Linked DNA regions of Sus scrofa: all the other regions are linked to region 3. The links are chromatin contacts, called in public Hi-C, HiChIP or PLAC-seq and promoter capture Hi-C maps. All regions are on one chromosome and are shown on one strand. The core of a region is the stretch at or near the end of the contact, and the rest is flanking DNA. Distances in the headings are between cores, read along the strand shown. Region 1 overlaps NDFIP2 (NEDD4 family-interacting protein 2). Region 2 holds the start of NDFIP2 (NEDD4 family-interacting protein 2). Region 3 holds the start of SPRY2 (protein sprouty homolog 2). Region 4 holds the start of RBM26 (RNA-binding protein 26).

The links. Promoter capture Hi-C pulls out the DNA fragments that hold promoters and counts their contacts. A called contact is a pair of places that touch in the nucleus more often than the background predicts. HiChIP or PLAC-seq counts read pairs in DNA pulled down with a chosen protein or histone mark.
Region 1: a contact with region 3 is called in a Hi-C map of fetal skeletal muscle, with 4 times the contacts expected there. The contact joins the enhancer-like site here to the promoter of SPRY2 in region 3. A contact is called at or near these places in 3 of 47 Hi-C or Micro-C datasets (fetal skeletal muscle, fibroblasts and retroperitoneal adipose tissue) and 1 of 2 datasets of contacts at active chromatin or transcription factors (alveolar macrophages).
Region 2: a promoter capture Hi-C map of liver shows a contact between it and region 3, with 4 times the contacts expected there. The contact joins the promoter of NDFIP2 here to the promoter of SPRY2 in region 3. A contact is called at or near these places in 2 of 5 promoter capture datasets (fetal liver and liver), 1 of 47 Hi-C or Micro-C datasets (liver) and 1 of 2 datasets of contacts at active chromatin or transcription factors (alveolar macrophages).
Region 4: a contact with region 3 is called in an H3K27ac HiChIP or PLAC-seq map of skeletal muscle, with 2.9 times the contacts expected there. The contact joins the promoter of RBM26 here to the promoter of SPRY2 in region 3. A contact is called at or near these places in 1 of 5 promoter capture datasets (liver), 2 of 47 Hi-C or Micro-C datasets (epiblast stem cells and fetal skeletal muscle) and 2 of 2 datasets of contacts at active chromatin or transcription factors (alveolar macrophages and skeletal muscle).

Annotation. Positions count from the first base shown.
Region 1 is chr11:51,551,384-51,555,757 of Sscrofa11.1, forward strand. NDFIP2 (NEDD4 family-interacting protein 2) reads left to right here. Exons shown (of 8, transcript XM_001926577.5): 6 at 144-210; 7 at 3,304-3,409. The coding sequence ends at 3,407. Among named protein-coding and RNA genes, the nearest start is that of NDFIP2, 60 kb to the left of the region's middle. Within about 2 kb of position 1,843, at least 2 of the 83 cell types and tissues checked have an H3K27ac peak or open chromatin away from gene starts, as enhancers often do. A contact at or near this core is called in fetal skeletal muscle, where this site is marked.
Region 2 is chr11:51,491,599-51,495,929 of Sscrofa11.1, forward strand. It overlaps NDFIP2 (NEDD4 family-interacting protein 2), which reads left to right and starts at 2,383. Exons shown (of 8, transcript XM_001926577.5): 1 at 2,383-2,934. The coding sequence starts at 2,614.
Region 3 is chr11:52,156,344-52,161,015 of Sscrofa11.1, forward strand. It overlaps SPRY2 (protein sprouty homolog 2), which reads right to left and starts at 2,423. Exons shown (of 2, transcript XM_001927097.5): 1 at 1,918-2,423.
Region 4 is chr11:51,420,219-51,424,591 of Sscrofa11.1, forward strand. RBM26 (RNA-binding protein 26) reads right to left here and starts at 1,526. Exons shown (of 22, transcript XM_013980610.2): 1 at 1-1,526.

The sequences.
Region 1 (4,374 bases), core at 593-3,092, 610 kb before region 3:
TAAGTATTTTTCTTTTCTGTTTTTTCTCTGTGCCATTTTAAGTGCTAAAGATTGAGATAAATCCTTCTGAAACTGAGGCTAATTCTATGATTTTCAAATTTAGGTACATAAATACATTTAATATATTTATGTTCACTCCATAGTTTTCTGATTATTTTACTGGATATTTCAATGGACAATATTGGCTTTGGTGGATATTTCTTGTACTTGGTAAGTTTATTCTTAATGTATTTCAGTATGAATAATTTGCATCTAGTTCAGTTTTGATATTTCCTAAAATTATGAAATGTAAATACACTGTGTTGTTATTTGTGAGAAATAGTTTTTCTACTACAAAATGCTCATGTCCAAACACTCATATCATCTCAGCTATTCAGATGATTTTATATAACACTCCGGGTTTCCAACTTAAAATTCAGAGCCTATCAATTTAAAAGACTCAGTGGTTGAATGATAATACTACAAAACTTGAAAATCCTAAGACAATTTAAAAAATAGCTGAGGGGAGTTCCCGTGGTGGCTCAGTGGTTAACGAATCCGACTAGGAACCATGAGGTTGCGGGTTCGGTCCCTACCCTTGCTCAGTGGGTTAATGATCCGGCGTTGCCGTGAGCTGTGGTGTAGGTTGCAGACGCGGCTCGGATCCTGCGTTGCTGTGGCTCTGGCGTAGGCCGGTTCCCGATTCGACCCCTAGCCTGGGAACCTCCATTTGCCGCCGGAGCGGCCCAAAGAAATAGCAAAAAGACAAAAAAAAAAAAAAAAAAAAAAAAAAAGTTGACTTCAGGAGTTCCCTGTCATGGTGCAGCAGAACTGAATCCAACTAGGAACCATGAGGTGTTGCGGATTCGATCCCTGGCCTTGCTCAGTGGGTGAAAGATCTGGCATTGCTGTTGCTGTGGTGTGGGCCGGCAGCTGTAGCTCTGATTAGCCTGGGAGCCCCCATATGCTGCAAATGTGGCCCTAAAAAGCAAAAAAAAAGAAAATTGACTTCAGCATTTATTTTGGAAAATATACATAGATAATTTTCTTTTAATGACCATAGGAAATGTTGAGAGTTGCATATTCTATCCATTCTTTTATTTTTGGATCATCGAAACATTCTTTACATTTTTTTGAAATGAACCCTGCATTAATCATTAATCAGCCAGACATAAGGAAAAACTTCATGCCTAATGATCACAGTACTTCTGTTGAGTTTTCTTCTTACAAAGAATGTCTTTTATTAATATTGATGAATTTTGTGGATTTCCAGTTTTTGTTCCCTTGTTTTCCGCTGTAGATATATGATTGTTAAGTTAATCTTAAAATTACCTTATACCTTTAATCCACATTTCAAACGTATGTATTTGACATGAAGAATGTATTTTGTTTGTATTTAGGTTTAAGAGCCCATGTTTCTCTAGTAACATAGTTCTACCAGAAAATAGTATTTCAGTAGGTGGCAGTGTTCTCCCTGAGTTTTTATTTAGTCCTGGCGTTGCATCTTTAGGATCTTTTGGGAAGCAAAATTTTGGTGGTTGTTAAGGTTACTAAAGATCCTAGATTTCTCTAATGATTGTAGTGAAATTATTCTAATGTTGTGGTTTTATTGAGAGTCCATCTTGTACAAAAGTTTAGCAAGTTTTTAATATCGTTCATTGTTTTCTGATTGATTCTGTGCTCGTTATTGAGTTACTTACTTAAAAGTGAAAACATGTATAAAGTCCATTAGGTATTTAAGTGTATCGAATGACATATTTGCTTCTAAATATTATTAGGGGATTGAGGACTCTTAGGAGGATAACAGTGGGACAGAGTAGCATAGAGTACAATGCAGAGGATGGCCCCACGTCCATACTAGCACTTAGGAGAGTGTGAAAATTTAATCCACGGTGAAAATGGTGCTTTCTCATAAACTCAGAAGAATGCTGTGCACTTCATAAAGTGCCAAGAAACAGTATAGCTACAGAGTGACTGGTTTCTAGATATAAATTGGCTTATTTTAAAAAATGCCTGAGCAGAACAAAATATGTCTTCAAAACAGCAGCTTCATTGACAAAAGAAAGGATTTCACAAATAATTGGGGTTTACATTTTTCAATAATACTTGTACGTTTGGATCACAATATCATTAACTGTGAACAGCATCTGGAAGGGCATGAGGGCAGCATTCAGAATGGGAGTCACAAATGGAAAGAGTTGGGATATGAGAAACAGATGGTCAGGATTTAGCTGAAATCCATACTCCTTGTTTAAGTCCTTATTTGTATGTCTCATCTATCTTTCCTCTCTAATTTATTATAACCATGCTTCTTATTTTAGTGCTTCAATTACTGTCTTAGACCTAGGGTACCAATTTGTTTGAGACTTTGCATTTCAAATTGACAGATTCTTCCTCCTGGTGGTATACATATTTTCTGCTCCCATCGCTGCTCCCCCACCCCCACCACCATTACCTGGTTAAAAATTTACTGGAGTTAATAAATATGTCCCTAGAATTGTATGCTTAAGCATATTAAAGACTTAACTCTACTAAGAATGGTAATGCTTTTTATGCTTAGCTAATACCTGTGATTTAAATGGTTGCCATTTAAAAATACTATTTTGCAGAGGAGAACCTGAGATAGATAGATAGAAGATCCATCTCAAGTCATTTAAGAAACCACTAGAGAGGCTGCTTGTCAAGTCTTCTTTCCTGATTTTTCTTATCCTAATTTTTATTATAAATTAGTCTTTTATTGTTACTTGAAAACAGGAACTAGAAATTAAAATCATTTATATCATGCACATATTTACATAATCTAAACACAGATTTCGCACATGACAGGTACTTGATCTTCTCAACAGGCTTATTATTGGTTTTATACCACAATTGTTAGCAATTACATACATGTGGTCTCTTTTAAGTACTTCCTATTAGTAAATATGTCATAGTCTGCTTAGTAGTTATATTAGTTTAAAAGTTTAGTGTAAAAATGGGATTTCTGTGGGTTGAATCAGTTAAAATGCACTAAGTAGCTTTGCTATTTGAAGAAATAATTAAATAAGTATATTTTTGTGTAATTTTGGATTTTCATGGCTGGATTTGCTTCACTTTTGATAATCTAAGCTTAACAAATTGAAATAATTTGGGAGTGGCAATAAAATTTTATTATATTTCCTTACAAAAGAGTTATCACTATAGTGTAAAATATATTATGGAATGAATGAAATTCTACAGATTAAATTCCTTAGGCCAAGAGGATCTCTTTTATAATTGTCTTTTAAATTTATCATGCCCTCTTTCTAAGAATGTAATGTGTCTTTATTATTTCAACCTTCTCAGGCCTGCTTCTTTTCTTCAGAGGATTTGTTAATTACCTGAAAGTCAGAAACATGTCTGAAAGTATGGCAGCTGCTCATAGAACAAGATATTTCTTCTTATTATAGAGGTAAGAAATATTAATAACTCTTTATTCCCCTTGTATTCATTCATCAGATGCATGTTAAATGCTTAATGTGTACCCATGTTGTCTGCTCAAATTTAGCATATTTATTTTTGTACTGTTAACAGTTCCAATTGCAATTTAAGAAGTTATAAACTTTTAAGGTAACTTAATTTTTTAAAATTGAATTTCAGACATTTTAATTTTTAAAATTATATTCTGAGAAGTTCCCGTCGTGGCTCAGTGGTTAACGTACCCGACTAGTATCCATGAGGACGTGGGTTCAATCCCTGGCCTCACTCAGTGGGTTAAGGATCTGGTGTTACCCTGAGCTGTGGTGTAGGTTGCAGACATGGCTTGGATCTGGCATGTCTGTGGCTGTGGCATAGGCCGGCGACTACAGCTCTGCTTCCATCCCCAGCCTGGGAAGCTCCAGATGTTGTAGGTGCAGCCCTAAAAAAAAAAAAAAAAAAAAAAAAAGAAGAAAGAAAAAGACTATATACATACTCTGAGTAAACTACAACTTCAAATCAGACTTTCAAACTTCTTTTTAAAGCTTGACCAGACCACAGGATGTATAGGAAGTAACCACCAGCACAGCATTTGAAGACTCAAAAAAAAAAAAAATATGACAAAACACTTATACTTTATGGGCATTTTGCATAAAACAATGTGAAATTCACATAGATACCTGGTAGATTAAAAAAAAAAAAAAATCCAAATCTGTGATTGAAAAGCAGTTTGCCATGCCCTGATCTTAAAAAAAAAGTGGATCAAGGAATAAAAAGTTCTGTGAAGAAAGTAGGAGTTCCATTATTATTTTCTTAATGTGTACCAGTTTCTATCAACAGTGAAGGCTACAACTTGAATAAGTGGGTACAAGAAATGAGCAGAGGTTGTCTTACTAGTTATCCAGTGAGTCTCTGGAGGCTGTGTATATAGTAAAGGCATTTATTTATTGCACAGCTAGT
Region 2 (4,331 bases), core at 1,133-3,632, 660 kb before region 3:
CATTTGTAAAATTTTTGGTGGCTGTGTACTTGGAGATGGATATTGATTAGGCCAGAACAAGAGGTGCTGTAATTCTAAGATTCCACCTGTATTTATAGTAGTATATGGCCACCAGTTACACTAGACTTGTTGCCACTGAAAGAGATTAAAGGTTGAAAATAGCAAATGTTGCTTAAGTCCTCTAAAATGATAAGAATATCATTACCCCCATTTCATCCCAAATAAGTCACTCCTAGTGGGACAATTCAGGGCCTCTGCTTGTGACAGTCCATTATAGGTCATAGTGGCTCAGTTGTGAAATGGGCAAAAGGAGCTCAGAATGGGCTGTTTAGGGGGATAATGAGGAAGGTCTTTTCTTTTTTGTGTGGATCTTTGATTTTATTTCAGTACTGTCAGCTTGTTGTTCAGAACAGTTGTACCAATATCATCTCACTGTCAACGGTGAATGAGTTCTGATTTTTTCATCCCTGCAAATATTTCGTATTGAGAGACTAGTTTTTGCTAGTCTGGTGGAAGTAAAATTGTATCTCAGTCATTTTGCTTTCCTTTTATTTCTACTGAATTCGAATATATTTTCGTATGGTTATTGTACATTATTTTTTTCTTTTTCATGAAGTGCCTATTCATTTGCTTGCTCCTTTTTTTTTTTTTTTTTTGTCTTTTTACGGCCACATTTGTGGCATATGGAAATTCCCAAGCTAGGGGTCTAATTGGAGCTGTAGCCACTGGCCTACACCATAGCCATAGCAACACCAGATCCAAGCCATTTCTGCAATCTATACCACACCTAGCGACAATGAGGGATCTTTAACCCACTGAGTGAGGTCAGGGATTGAATCTTCGTCCTCATGGAAAGGGTTTTTTTAACTTTTCCTGTTGAATTTTGTCACCTGCTCTTTAGATTGGCAAAACATTCACAAACTTGAGAGGAGACTAAAATTGAAATAATTCGTTACTCTAACAAGAGTCAGGATGTCTACTTTTGGTCAGGCCTTTGGTTTGCTCATTACTCTTCTGGGTGTGTTAGGTGTAAAAAAATGGCCTCTGTCCTGAGCTGCAGTCTATTTGAAAATCAAATGGACATATGAATGATTAATGAAAGTACAACTGCATATAAAATTTTAAGTTCTAAATGAACAGTATAGATCACAAGTGATGTAGGGATCTAATTTCATTTTGCTGACACTGGTGGTTGTTTTGATCATTGAAAGGTGATAGCATTTGGTGTGAAACTGTGAAGGTGAGCTCTTGTACAATAACACAATAAAATGTCATGTTATTTTCTTAGAATCTAAAATACATCATTAGATCAAAAGAAAACTTAAAAACTTTGTGACATATCATTGTTTCATTTTTGTTAGCTTTTTTTTTTTTTTTTTTGGTCTTTTTTAGGGCCACACCCACAGCATATGAAGCTTCCCAGCCTAGGGGTTGAATAGGAGCTATAGTCGCTGGCCACAGCCACAGTCACAGCAACACCAGATCCGAGTCGTGTCTGCCACCTATAACACAGCTAGCGACAATGAGGGATCTTTAACCCACTGAGCGAGGACAGGGATTGAACCTGCGTCCTCATAGATGCTAGTCAGATTTGTTTCTGCTGAGTCACTGTGGGAACTCCCTTATTAGCCTATTAAAACTTTCTACCACTGGATGAAGCAAGATGGCAAAAATATGAGGAACCTGATCAATGCTTTGAAAAACACCATCAGAAAGGCTTACACTTTCCAGTTGGTGATCGATCGATCTCTCGATGAGTTTCTCTCTTTACTGTATTTTTGTTATTTTAACTAGGTGATCAGGGCTATGCAGTAGTCTTCTTAAGTAATCTCCTCTGGTGATTCAGGAGTGAAGTCAAGTAAAAAAGCTGAGCCAGGTCATGTGGGATCTTGGTTATCAGAGTATCTAGAAAGTAGGTCCTTGTGTTAAAGCGTGTTTTATGCTGCCCCATCATACTTGTACTTGCTAGAGAAACATGTTTTGTGCCCTGTGGCAGATACTTACACATAGTAGGTCATGTGTAATTAACCAGATACTGAGATTGTCTTACAATGCTGCACACAAAGTGATTCCTTACTGTTAAACCCTTCGGAATTATTGACGAGAATACGACCACAAAATAGTCCTACATCATTTCATTATTTTCTTGTACCCTTCCAGTAACCTAGTGCTCTAGAGGCCTCTTTCCTTGGCGAGAAATAGGAGTGTATGGCTGAAGAGTTCCCGTTGGATTCTTAAATCTCTTATTACCAGGAAGGGGACAAACAAAACAACTTTAAAGATATCCCTTATCTCACTCATCATTTTGAATAAGCATTTTAGGAATGTCCGAGGCTGGGTAAGTAATATGAGGAAGTGCTGGGTAACAGGGTGACCTGTCCTCAGGTGTTTTAGGAAGGCGTCCCCTCTGTTGATATGTGTCTGTGCGGTGTGATTGTGCCTGCGTGAAACTCGTCCAATAGAGAAGACCAATCAAGGACGGTGATTTTTTTTTTTCCCTCTCCTTTTGCCACCGCCCACTCCCGACAGGCTGACAGCCTAGATTGCTCCCCCGAACTTGCCTGACTTTTCCCTCTCCTCCCACCTAGTCAAACCCCCCCATTCGCGACGCGGATGGGACGCCGGAGGCCCCAGCGAGCATGCGCGACCATCCCGAGCATGCCCAGTAGCGCGCGCGGCGCCCCGGAGCTTCTCCCCGGAGCTGCGGCCGACTCGGAGGCTTCCGCGGCTTCTGCGGCAGCGACGGGAAGTGAGGCGGCCGGGCCGGGCGGCCTCGGCGGCAGAAACAGAGGCGGAAGAGTCGCTGCGGCGACGACGTCGTCGACCCGGGTGACCGAGAGTGCTGAGCGCCGAGGGGACTCGCCCGCTCGGAAGCCGGATCCCGAGCCGGGCAGGATGGATCATCACCAGCCTGGGACTGGTCGCTACCAGGTGGTGAGTTCCTGGCCCCAGCCCCGGCCTCCTGCGCCGCCGGGGACCCCGGGCATCGCACCCCCGCCGTGGCCCCCAGAGTCCCTTTCCTCGAGGTATTCCCGAAGGGGAAGTGCTCGCTAGTTTATGTTTGGCTCTTCTGGCAGGACCCTGCTTCTTTCACACCTCCTGGATGGAGCCTGCCTGTGGCTCCTTTGAGACCCTTCTGTCTCGACTCAAGTCTCCTTTGAGCTCCCCATCCTTCACTCGCGCCCTATAACCCGCTGCTAAGACACCCCCAACCCTTCCTTTGAAACTTAGGTCTGTTTTATTTCCCACTTTCTCGATCATTTCATTATGCCCTGACCCAGTCACTTCAGAGATATTCCAGTGGATTGTATACTGGGAATGGTGTTGAGTTCACATACCTGCTGGGGAGGTGATCGCCGTCATAGATGGGGGCGGAGGGGAGGAGGGAGATGTAAGCCCTACGTCGGGTGGGATGTGAATTTGGTCGAAAACTTGGGTTTAAAAGTTGTGCGAACTGTGAAGAATAGTCGTGGGTCTGATCTTGTTTCTCAGCTCTAGTTAACGTTGTGGTTTTGTCCTTTTCTGTTTTATTAGAATTAAGGGTGACTATTTTTCTCTTATCACTTTTTTTTTTTTTTAAATTAGCAGGAGAGGCAATGAAATTTTACTAGGAAAAAAAATGCTGGTCTTGTTTGAAAAGTTATTTTCCTTAAATATCAGGTTTTCCAGTTTGACCATATAAATCTTTGTATGTCGAAATGAGTGAAAAGTGTCCCTCTATATTTTTCCATGTCAGTTTTTCTAATGTATTTTTTTCTCTAATATTCTGGTGGTGTCATTGGAGATTCCTACTGTAAGCCTTATTTAAAAAATGAACTCAGCAATAGTTGATCATTTCCTTGCAGCTAGGTAGCATATTACTGTAAACTTTGAGGTGTTAATTAAACCTATTTACTGAGGGAGAGGAGAAAAACGTTGGTATGGAGCACTGATGGTGCAGTTAATAGAACTATTTGTGAAATTTACAAATGTGGGTAGGTTGGTGCAGATTTCACATTTTGAATCTATTTGTGTAGGGTGAGACTTGTGAATTAAGAATTTCTATTAATAAGTGCATTTTGACAAAGATGAAGGCTACGGAAAGATGAAATCCCAATGTATGTAATTTAGCATTTTTTCCTAAGATAAAAGCTCGTGATGCTTCCATTTCATCTGGTTTACAAACCTTCAAATGATGTATATTCTGAATTCTGTGAAAACTTATCAGTATTTTCAGAACGGTTAAAATATTGCTGCCAATCTGGAAAGGCATTTTTCAATTTTCAAGTTGTTAGTGTATTTGCTTTTGGTGTTTTTTTTTTTTTTGCAGATGTTAGCAAAAATAAAATACA
Region 3 (4,672 bases), core at 1,173-3,672:
GATAACAAGAAGTGTTCTAAAAACTCAAATGTCACGTCTCAGATCTATCATCCTGACAAGTAACCCCTTAAATGACCCTCCCTCTATAAATTTCAAAACTACCATCCTCTTTGCCAAGTCTGCAAAAGTGGACTTTCACCCAGTGTCTGCTTTTTAGAAAAAGAGACACAGGCAGGTGACACACACCTTCCACTTTGGAAAAAAAGCTGGCAACTGGATCTCAGTTCCAACAGAAAGGCAGACAAGACAGCGTTGCTCTTTGCTTTTACTCCGGCTACAGGCTCTATCTGCGCCCCAACACCGTCCCCAGCAGGTGGGTCACATTCGGAGCCCCGGGGCTAAGCTGCCCACCCCACCCCCCCGCGCCTCGGAAGGGGAGTGCCCTGAAATGCTAGGGCACGCTTCCCCCTCCTTTCCTCCGCTGCCAGAATCTCCCCCACCCCAGAGAACTGCCTGGCAGCTTTATGTGGGAGCCGCTCCACCCTCCGGCGGAGGTCACGCAGCCCATGGCAGGACGTTCCCTCCAAAGCCCTCGACCTTCGGGCACCGGTTTCCAGACCCGCACTGCGAGGTAGAAAGCCGTGCCTTGGACACACAGCCAGGATACCGAGGTCTAATCCTAGCACCACGGGCGACTCTACCTGCGCTGACCGAAGGGGCAGTGCCTGCAATCTGCAAATACCCATGTATTAAAAATATACACACATAGTCACATATGAATATGTTTCTTAGAGTCAAAGAAAAATTGCTTTAAAAAAGAAGACATTTTCCAGGAACCCACTGCACCCCCCCACCCCCGGGCATGCAAGACCCAGATCCCTAGGCTGGAAACTTTCCGCGCAGATTTGTTTGAGGGGGAAAGTAGCATCTTTGGGGATATTTACCAAACTGATTTTCCTGATCCCTGGCCTCCTTCACAGACCCCCGCCTCCCTCACCGCCCCCCGCTTTTGAAAGAGCTTTGAAACCCCCATTAAGAACAGTGTGTGATTAGATTTAGGATTAGGGAGAAAAGACTTCAGCACAAGGGTGGGGCGAGCCGACACAGTGACCGCTTTGTAAAAACGCACAAGATTCCAAATTAAAAAATAGCAGCAACAACAAAGTTGATCAACTCATCAAAGGAAAGGGGAAAAAAAATAGCTAGCCTCTTTTAATACCTCTTTTCAGGGAATGGAAAACGCTCGCGACTGTTTTAGGACTTTCTTCCTCTGCTGGGTCAGCCCAATCTTCCAAAAATAAAAAAAGCGTGACCCAGGCAGACCACGGCGAACGGAAAAAAGAGAGAGCTGCACTTCCGAACCGCAGAGACGCGGCGCCACGCTGGGCGACGCTCCCACCCGCCCTCTGCTCGCCTCTGTCCACACCGCGCAGAGAACCCCCTCCCAACCCGGCACCCTGTCCCTTTTTCACCCGCGGGGTCTCGCTGCCCCCGTGAGGCGAGCCCTCGGTCCCGCCGGCGTCCCTGCCCTGAGACAGCCTCTCCCAGGACTCGCTTTCCCCGAAGAGGAACAGGTTAGAAATGCGGGCGCCTGCAACAGCGACCTGGAAAACACAAAGTGCTTTCCCTCTCCCTCCCGCTCTCAGCGCCCAATTCGCGGCCAGTGCACCGCCCGGAGCCGACTCCCGGCGAGCAGTCGGCCACCCCAACCCCCCCAGGGCGCGGGCGCTTAGGGCGGTGGGTCCAGGGACCCCGTGCCAGCCGCGCACTGCAGCCCCCGCCGGGGCAGGCCGAGCCCCAGGCGAGCCAGATCAGCGGGCAGCTCCGGGGATCCCTGCGGGGAACCTGTGGAGTTAGAAAAAGGGAGGCCGGAGGAGAGACAGACCCCACTCCTGGTCCGGCTGCACCTACTCCATGTTGCCCACAATGCGCCGGCCACGGCGCCAGGAGGGGAAGAGCCAGCCAAACGCGCCTCACCGTGATCTCGGCTTTGCACCAACCCCTCTCCGTTGGATTCTCTTCTTCCTGCGATGTGCAAATAAATCCAGCCCCGATGCAAACTTTTTCCCCTTTCCTTCCAAACTCTGCTTCCGTCCAACTTCCGAGCAACCGGCGGGACAAGAAAAGGAGAGGAAATCCGGAGCCAAGTCCCCAGCCGATGAACACTGCGGGGTTCGGGGCTGGAGGCGACCCCCCTTCTGGAAGCGCACGCGGAGTATTTCCTCTTTTTTTCTCAATGAACTGGAGGCCGAAGCGCCAACGGCTTGTCTTTTCCTGGCAGATGAACGAATGAGAAAAGAGGCCTTACAGAGAACCTAAAGCCAGATGGTCAAGTCCTGCAGCCGCGTCCGCGTCGGAGCGGAGGCGGCGCGGGGACGCGGGGCGGCGGGCCGGGCCGGGCGGGCGCGGGGGCCTGGGCGCTGCGCGCTCCGCCGGCCCCTCTCCTCCGCTCGCGCTGCGGCGCGCAGCTCTCGGCAGTGCAGACTGGGCGTTGTGGAGGCGCGGCGGCGAGGCCGAGGCGGGGTGGTGGGTGCGAAGGAGGCGGAGGAGAAGGAGGAGGAGGAGGAGGCGGAGGGTCTGGGGCCTGACCGGGGGGGCTCGTTGTTGGCCTGCGCCCTAGCCTTTCCGGAGGAGGCAGGGAGCTCTGCGGCGGCCGCGGCAGCAGTAAATGGCGTCATGTGGATCCGAGGCGGAACAGAGCAGTTGTTGTCCCAGAGGATATATCGCATCCGGTCCCAGCTCATTGGCTCCGCGGGGCTACATTCACTCACACTCCAGCGCCCGCCAGCGCTCCGAGCCGCTGGAGGCATTCAAAAGGGCAACCACGCCGCCCCGCGCGTCCCCAGGCCGGTCCTACCGCCCCGGCGCCGTCACGCGGGGTGCCCGCGGGGCCGGGCTGGGCACGGCGGGGTCAGTTTATCTAGTTTCAAGGAAACACTGACCTTAAGGTTTCCCCAGAGGCCACGAGGACGAGCCGTGGCTCCCGCTGATTTGGGGAACTTTCTCCCCGCCACTAGGAAAAGGGAATGAACCTTAAAAACGAATCCGGGCCAGGCAGCGTTAGCATTAAAAACAGCAAGTTGCAGGTTTTGCGACTTTATGCGGAATCCATTGCAAGCCCACCTCTCCCCTTTTCTGTTCCCCCTCGAGGGGGCGACGGGGAGAGAAGAAGGGGGAGGGGAAGGGGAGAGGGAAGTGAGGTGGGAGGGCTATTGGTTTATTCTTTGTCTACTGGATTAACCCGATTATACACCAGGCACCAGCACAAACCGCCTCCCCCACCTCAGAGCCGCGTACGGGAGGAACGGAATGCAGATTCGTGTTTCAAGTACCTTCTGCTCTTGCCGGGATTTGCTTTTGATTACGTCGATTTGTAGTTTTTCGTTTAACATTAGACTTTATTTTTGAAGAGGGAGCGAGCTACGGATGGAGGCTTTTTTGAAGCTCTTCCTTACTGTTTTGTTTGACGCTATAGCCGAAGGAAATGCTACAATCTAGGCCTCTTTACAATTAGTTTATTCAGTCATACACACAGACGCGATTACTAAGGGCGACATCGCTGGCTTCTGAAATGGGAGGGGGGCCCGCTGTTTTACTGCATCTTTCCTCCTCCACTTAACCAAGAAGAGTCATCCTTCATTGCCAACTCTCCTTGTCACGTAGATCATTTCTCGAAGAAGATCCTATTGTCCTTTTTGAAGGTGGTCTGTACTTTCCTACTTAAAAAATAGATTATAATACAAAGAGAGAAAATGCATACATCAGCACTGTGCCGACTGCCGTTCATTTACTAAGAAAGGTTGCACGTGGGAGCACCAGTGGGGAGTTAACACCCCCCCTCCTCGACCCACTCCTACTACTGCCGTTCATTTACTAAGAAACGTTGCACGTGGGAGCATCAGTGGGGAGTTAACACCCCTCCCTCCCCGACCCACTCCTAATACTGGATTCTAATGATTTACAGAAAGGTTTTACTTTACAGGGAAGTACGGTCAAAGCTCCCGAAGAGCACCTGCGAGGGTTAGAGTTCTTGAAACACTGCTAGGAAAACGTGGTGCTAGATTCCCCGGGTCCGGCTCCATCCCACATCCGTTTACAGCTACCCTGGCACTCGCTGCCTTCTCCCAGGCTCTCGTTCTAGAACGTCCCGGCGCGTTCCCGGCCGCGCTATGCTCTCGGCCTGCCTTCTCCATGTTTCTCCAGCGCTCTCCCTCGTCAACCGGGGTTTGGAACCAGAGGTGGCAAGGGAAGTGGCACGCGTTATTTCCGGGCGCTGGCCTACGTCCCCCCCCCCCCGCCCCACGCCACCCCTCCGGCGAGGGTGGACAGGGCTACATCCGCCTGCTCAGCGGCGCCCGAGGGGGCTGCAGACACTGGACGACCCGACCCGGGCTCCCCAGCCCGGGCCGCTCTCCCAACACTGGAGTCTTTCGAGCCTCGGAGGAGCGCAGGCGCCGCTGCGCTCCCAGCCCGTCCGGCCACCAGGGGGCGCCCGCCCGGCGCGGGGCTGGAGCTGCTTTCTTCCCCAGGACTGGACGAGGGCCGGCGGAGTTGCTTTCCAAGATGTACCCAGGGCCGGCTGTTTCCCAGTGAATAAAAAGACATTTATAATGTAAGTGCAACGGCAGGTGGCTTTCCTTACCATCTCCTCGACACATTCCGTTTGAATATGAGGTGAGGCACCCAGGGGCAGAGGAACCCCAGTTTTTAGTGAGCGGACGGAGTTGGAGGC
Region 4 (4,373 bases), core at 276-2,775, 740 kb before region 3:
GCGAGTCCACGGGGTGTCAGGAACTCCCCCTCCCCGGACCCTGGCCCCGGCTGAGGCAGCAACGGTTTGCCCGGGCCCTCCCCCTTCCCTCCACCCCTGCGAATCTTCCTGGACCAGAGCGCGACACGCGCCTAGACCCGGGCGTTCTCTCAAGCCTTGGGGCCGGGTGTTGCTGGCAATGCAGAAGAGGCAAAAGTGAAGAAAACGAAGACGAAGGGCAGCTGAATGGGAACGATTCGGGGGGTCTTCCCGGCTCCCAGCACCCCCAAGAAGATGGCTGCCGATAAGTCTCGCGAGAACTAATGAAGTCTCGCGGTGGTTCCCGGAGCCTGCTGGGAAGAGACGTAAGATTCGCAGAGAGCGTGCTGGGCAAGTGCGGTAGTTCGAGTTTTGCGTAATTGCGTGGCTTGAGGGTTTTCATTCCTTGCTCCTCTTAAGGAAAAAAGACTTTGGAGTTTTGTTTTGTTTTGTTTTGTTTTTACAAGGAAGGAAAGGCTGCTGACGTCAGAAGCAGCGGGAACCCCAGCTTGTCCTCAGTAACAGACTGCCTGGCTCGTCAGCTGGAAGGAACGTGTGGATGGGAGGGCTCCCTTGAGAGCGTCCACAAGGATATGCCGGGACGGCGACCACCGGGGGGTTACAGGTGTGCTGCGCTGTGATGTGGACAAGATTGGGAAGAACGAGCTGGTCTAATCTAACGCACTGAGATCTTCAGAGGATTAGTGTCTTGTCCAGAATTGCTCTACTTATGGGCAGAGCACTAATGATCCAGGGATTCCCCTAGCCCTTGACAGTTTCTCAAGTAGTTTCCAACCATCTGAAACTTTCAGACTTTTCCCCAGCTAGAAATAAGAGAAGTGTCTATGTTTTCAGTTCTCTCCAATTTAAAGTCAATTCAGCTCTATCGATAGGGAAAGTACGTAGTATCAAGAGAGAGCCTTCATATCAGCATCCTAAATCCATTAACTTCCTTTCTCCTGGCTGGCCAAATAAGTTTAATTCCTGCCTCAGTTGTTCTGTTTGCTGTTATTAACTGCCTAGTACCATTAAGGTACTAGGTAGAATTTTGCAAAAGGTCTAGCGCCCATAAACTATAATGAAATGAAAATAATTCACATTATAAAGACACTTAAAAGTAAGCAGACCAATAAAAAGCTCCTTATGGCAAGCATAGTGGTAGACTAAATTGTCATTAAGATCTCTGAGTTTACAATTTGCTAGAGTGACGTGTCCTTAAGTGGAAAAGATTTGGTCAAATAAGAAAAGCTGGACATTTGTTATAAAATATAGCATATAAAGTAGTATGCAAATTAGAAAACAGCTACTGAATAACCAGGGTGTTTATTAAAGTGATTTAGCTAAATGAAATAAGCTGGACACAGAAAGGCAACTAGTCTGTGTTTCTACTTACGTGAGTTACCTAGAGTTGCCCTACCACTAGAGAAAGAAAAATAGAATGTTAGTTGCCATGGTCAAGAGCGTAGGGCAGAATGAGGAGGTATTTTTTAATGAGTAAAGAATCCCAGTTTAGTTTGTTTGTTTTGTCTTTTTGCCATTTCTTGGGCCGCTCCTGTGGCATATGGAGGTTCCCAGGCTAGGGGTCGAATCAGAGCTGTAGCCACCTGCCTACCCCTGAGCCACAGCAACGCGGGTTCTGGGCCGCGTCTGCAGCCTACACCACAGCTCACAGCAACGCCAGATCCTTAACCCACTGAGCAAGGCCAGAGATCGAACCGGCAACCTCATGGTTCCTAGTCGGATTCACTAATCACTGAGCCACGATGGAGCTCCAAGAATCCCACTTTAGGAAGATGAAAAAGTTCTAGAGGTAGGCAGTGTTAATGGTTGTGCAACAATGTGAGTGTTGTGTACTGTACACTTTAAATGGATAAAGTGGTTCTTTTTTTTGTATTTTGCCACAATAAAAAATGATTTATAAATTTAATATTGCTGGGGAAAATGTAAAATCCTAATTGTTTACCCTGTTTAATAGCCTCGCCACAGGCTGACTCCATCAGTGTTTTCAGCCTCATCACCAACTATTGGTTAGGTCTGGCTCTCCACTCAAGCTAGTCATTGCTCTTGTATCAAATGCTATATACTCCCTATAAACTGATTGGCTCTCAACACCCCATTTATTCACATCATTTCCATAGGGAATACTTCCACTTCTTTAACTACTCAAGCCTTGCCTATCCTTTTCTCTCAGTACCACTGCTACTTTTGAAGCCACCTTCCCCACCCCAAAGATAGTAACAGCCTTTCAGTTTCTCTACCTTTTAGCTGCCCCCATATCAGCTCATCTTCAATTGCCTTTATCATCATTGCCTTTAATAACAATCATTGTAAAACTTGGATCTCATGATCATGTCACCTCCGTGTTTAAAATCTTTAACTTCCACATTGGCTTCAGAATAAACATCTAAATTCTTTAACACCTATAAAATGCCTGTTTATAATCAAACCCTTCCTATTTGCCTTAGAACCTTCTTTCACTGCCTTTCAGCCTTTGCTTCAGCCATCCTGAACTATTTCATGTCCTTTGAAAAAGATGTGTTCTCTCACTAAAGTGAGCCATTGCAAAATGTTTCCCTCCCTTGCACTTGATGAAACCCTACTCATCCATCAAAATTCAGTGCAGGGGAGTTCCCGTCGTGGCGCAGTGGTTAACGAATCCGACTAGGAACCATGAGGTTGCGGGTTCGATCCCTGGCCTTGCTCAGTGGGTTAACGATCCGGCGTTGCCGTGAGCTGTGGTGTAGGTTGCAGACGCGGCTCGGATCCCGCGTTGCTGTGGCTCTGGCGTAGGCCGGTGGCTACAGCTCCGATTCGACCCCTAGCCTGGGAAGCTCCATATGCCGCGGGAGCGCCCAAGAAATAGCAACAACAACAACAACAACAAAAAGACCAAAGACAAAAAAAAAAAAAAAAATTCAGTGCAGGTAGCATCACCTTTAGAAGTCCATCCTTAACCTCCCTGCTCTAAAGCAAGAGTCCTCCTGAGGTTTTATCACATCAGTCTGTGCATGCATCTATTATAACACTTGTTGCTTTATTTTTCCAATTATCTGCTTATCTGTTCATTAGTTGATAGACCTGGTTTTAAATCTCCAGCTCCATGCACAGTCCTGGATTATACAGTCAGTTTTCAATTCTCAAGTTTTTGTAAGATCAAATGAAGCCCTACCACTTTCTTAAAATCTTTCCTGAACTATGCAGCTGATAGCAATCTCTTCCTCCTCTAAATCCTAAGTTACTGTGCTTGTTATCACTCCACGACTAGTCATCAGTGCTTCCTAGCATCCTTTTCTTTCTTAGTTGTTAATGTTTATCCCTCATCGCTTCAGTGCTTCATATTCTTTGACTTTGTCTTCAAAGGTGATGCTTAGTGTGATAAGCAGTGCGGCTGAAAAAAGACAAAAACAACAACAACAACAAAAAAAAAAAAAAAAAAAAAAAAAAAAACTAGAGACTACTTTCTCTGTTCAGTAACATTTCAGAATGGCCAGTATTAGGTTACCTGCTTAACATTTTGCAACAAACCATGCTCTTTCAGAGCCCTATGACTTTGTTAGTGCTGTTCCTTTTGCCCAGAATGACTTTCTGATTGCTCAAATACCAGCTGCCCTGGGCAAAGGCAGTTGCCTCTTGGTTCTTACCTGTAGAATAGGAGTTAAAACATCTTACTTAGTATTTTCATCTCTCTCCCTAACTATATTATGAGGTTTTTAAGGACTGAGACTCAAGCTTATTCCTCTTTGTATTTCCTGGAACTCAAAAATGTTTGTTGAAGGATATGTACATCATTTTAAAACCAAAGAAGTAGAGGCAGGGAAAATATTTTCGATGGGCAAGTCACAATGATATGTCTCCCAATAGACCTACATTTCTTTATGGTTTACCCAGCTACCCTGATCCTAGGAATATTCTCTAGAAGGCACTTAACTCCCGCTTAGATTCTTCCAGTTCTCTCTCCTAGTTGAAGGCGACAGTCTTATTACTCTAAGTGGTGCTTTTGGAGGGTCTTGATTAAAAACTCAGCCTGTATTTCAGCATCACAAAGATATTCTTTTTTTTTTTTTTCCTGTTTTTTTTATAGTCATTACTTTCTGTAGAGGAATCACATTTAGGTCTTTGTTCTCTCTGGAATACAGTCCTTTATCTGGTATGAGGTGGGAATCTAGCCTATTTTTTCTCCAAACAGCAAGCCAGTTTTTCTCTATAGTTCTACTCAATAGTCTATTCCTTCCCCCATTAATTTTTGATGCGACCTTTATCATATACTCATATTTCCATTTGTGTCTGGCTCTGGTTTCGATCTCTTCTTCAACTGATCTCTTTCTCTGTGACTACAGTAATACCATGTTGTTTTT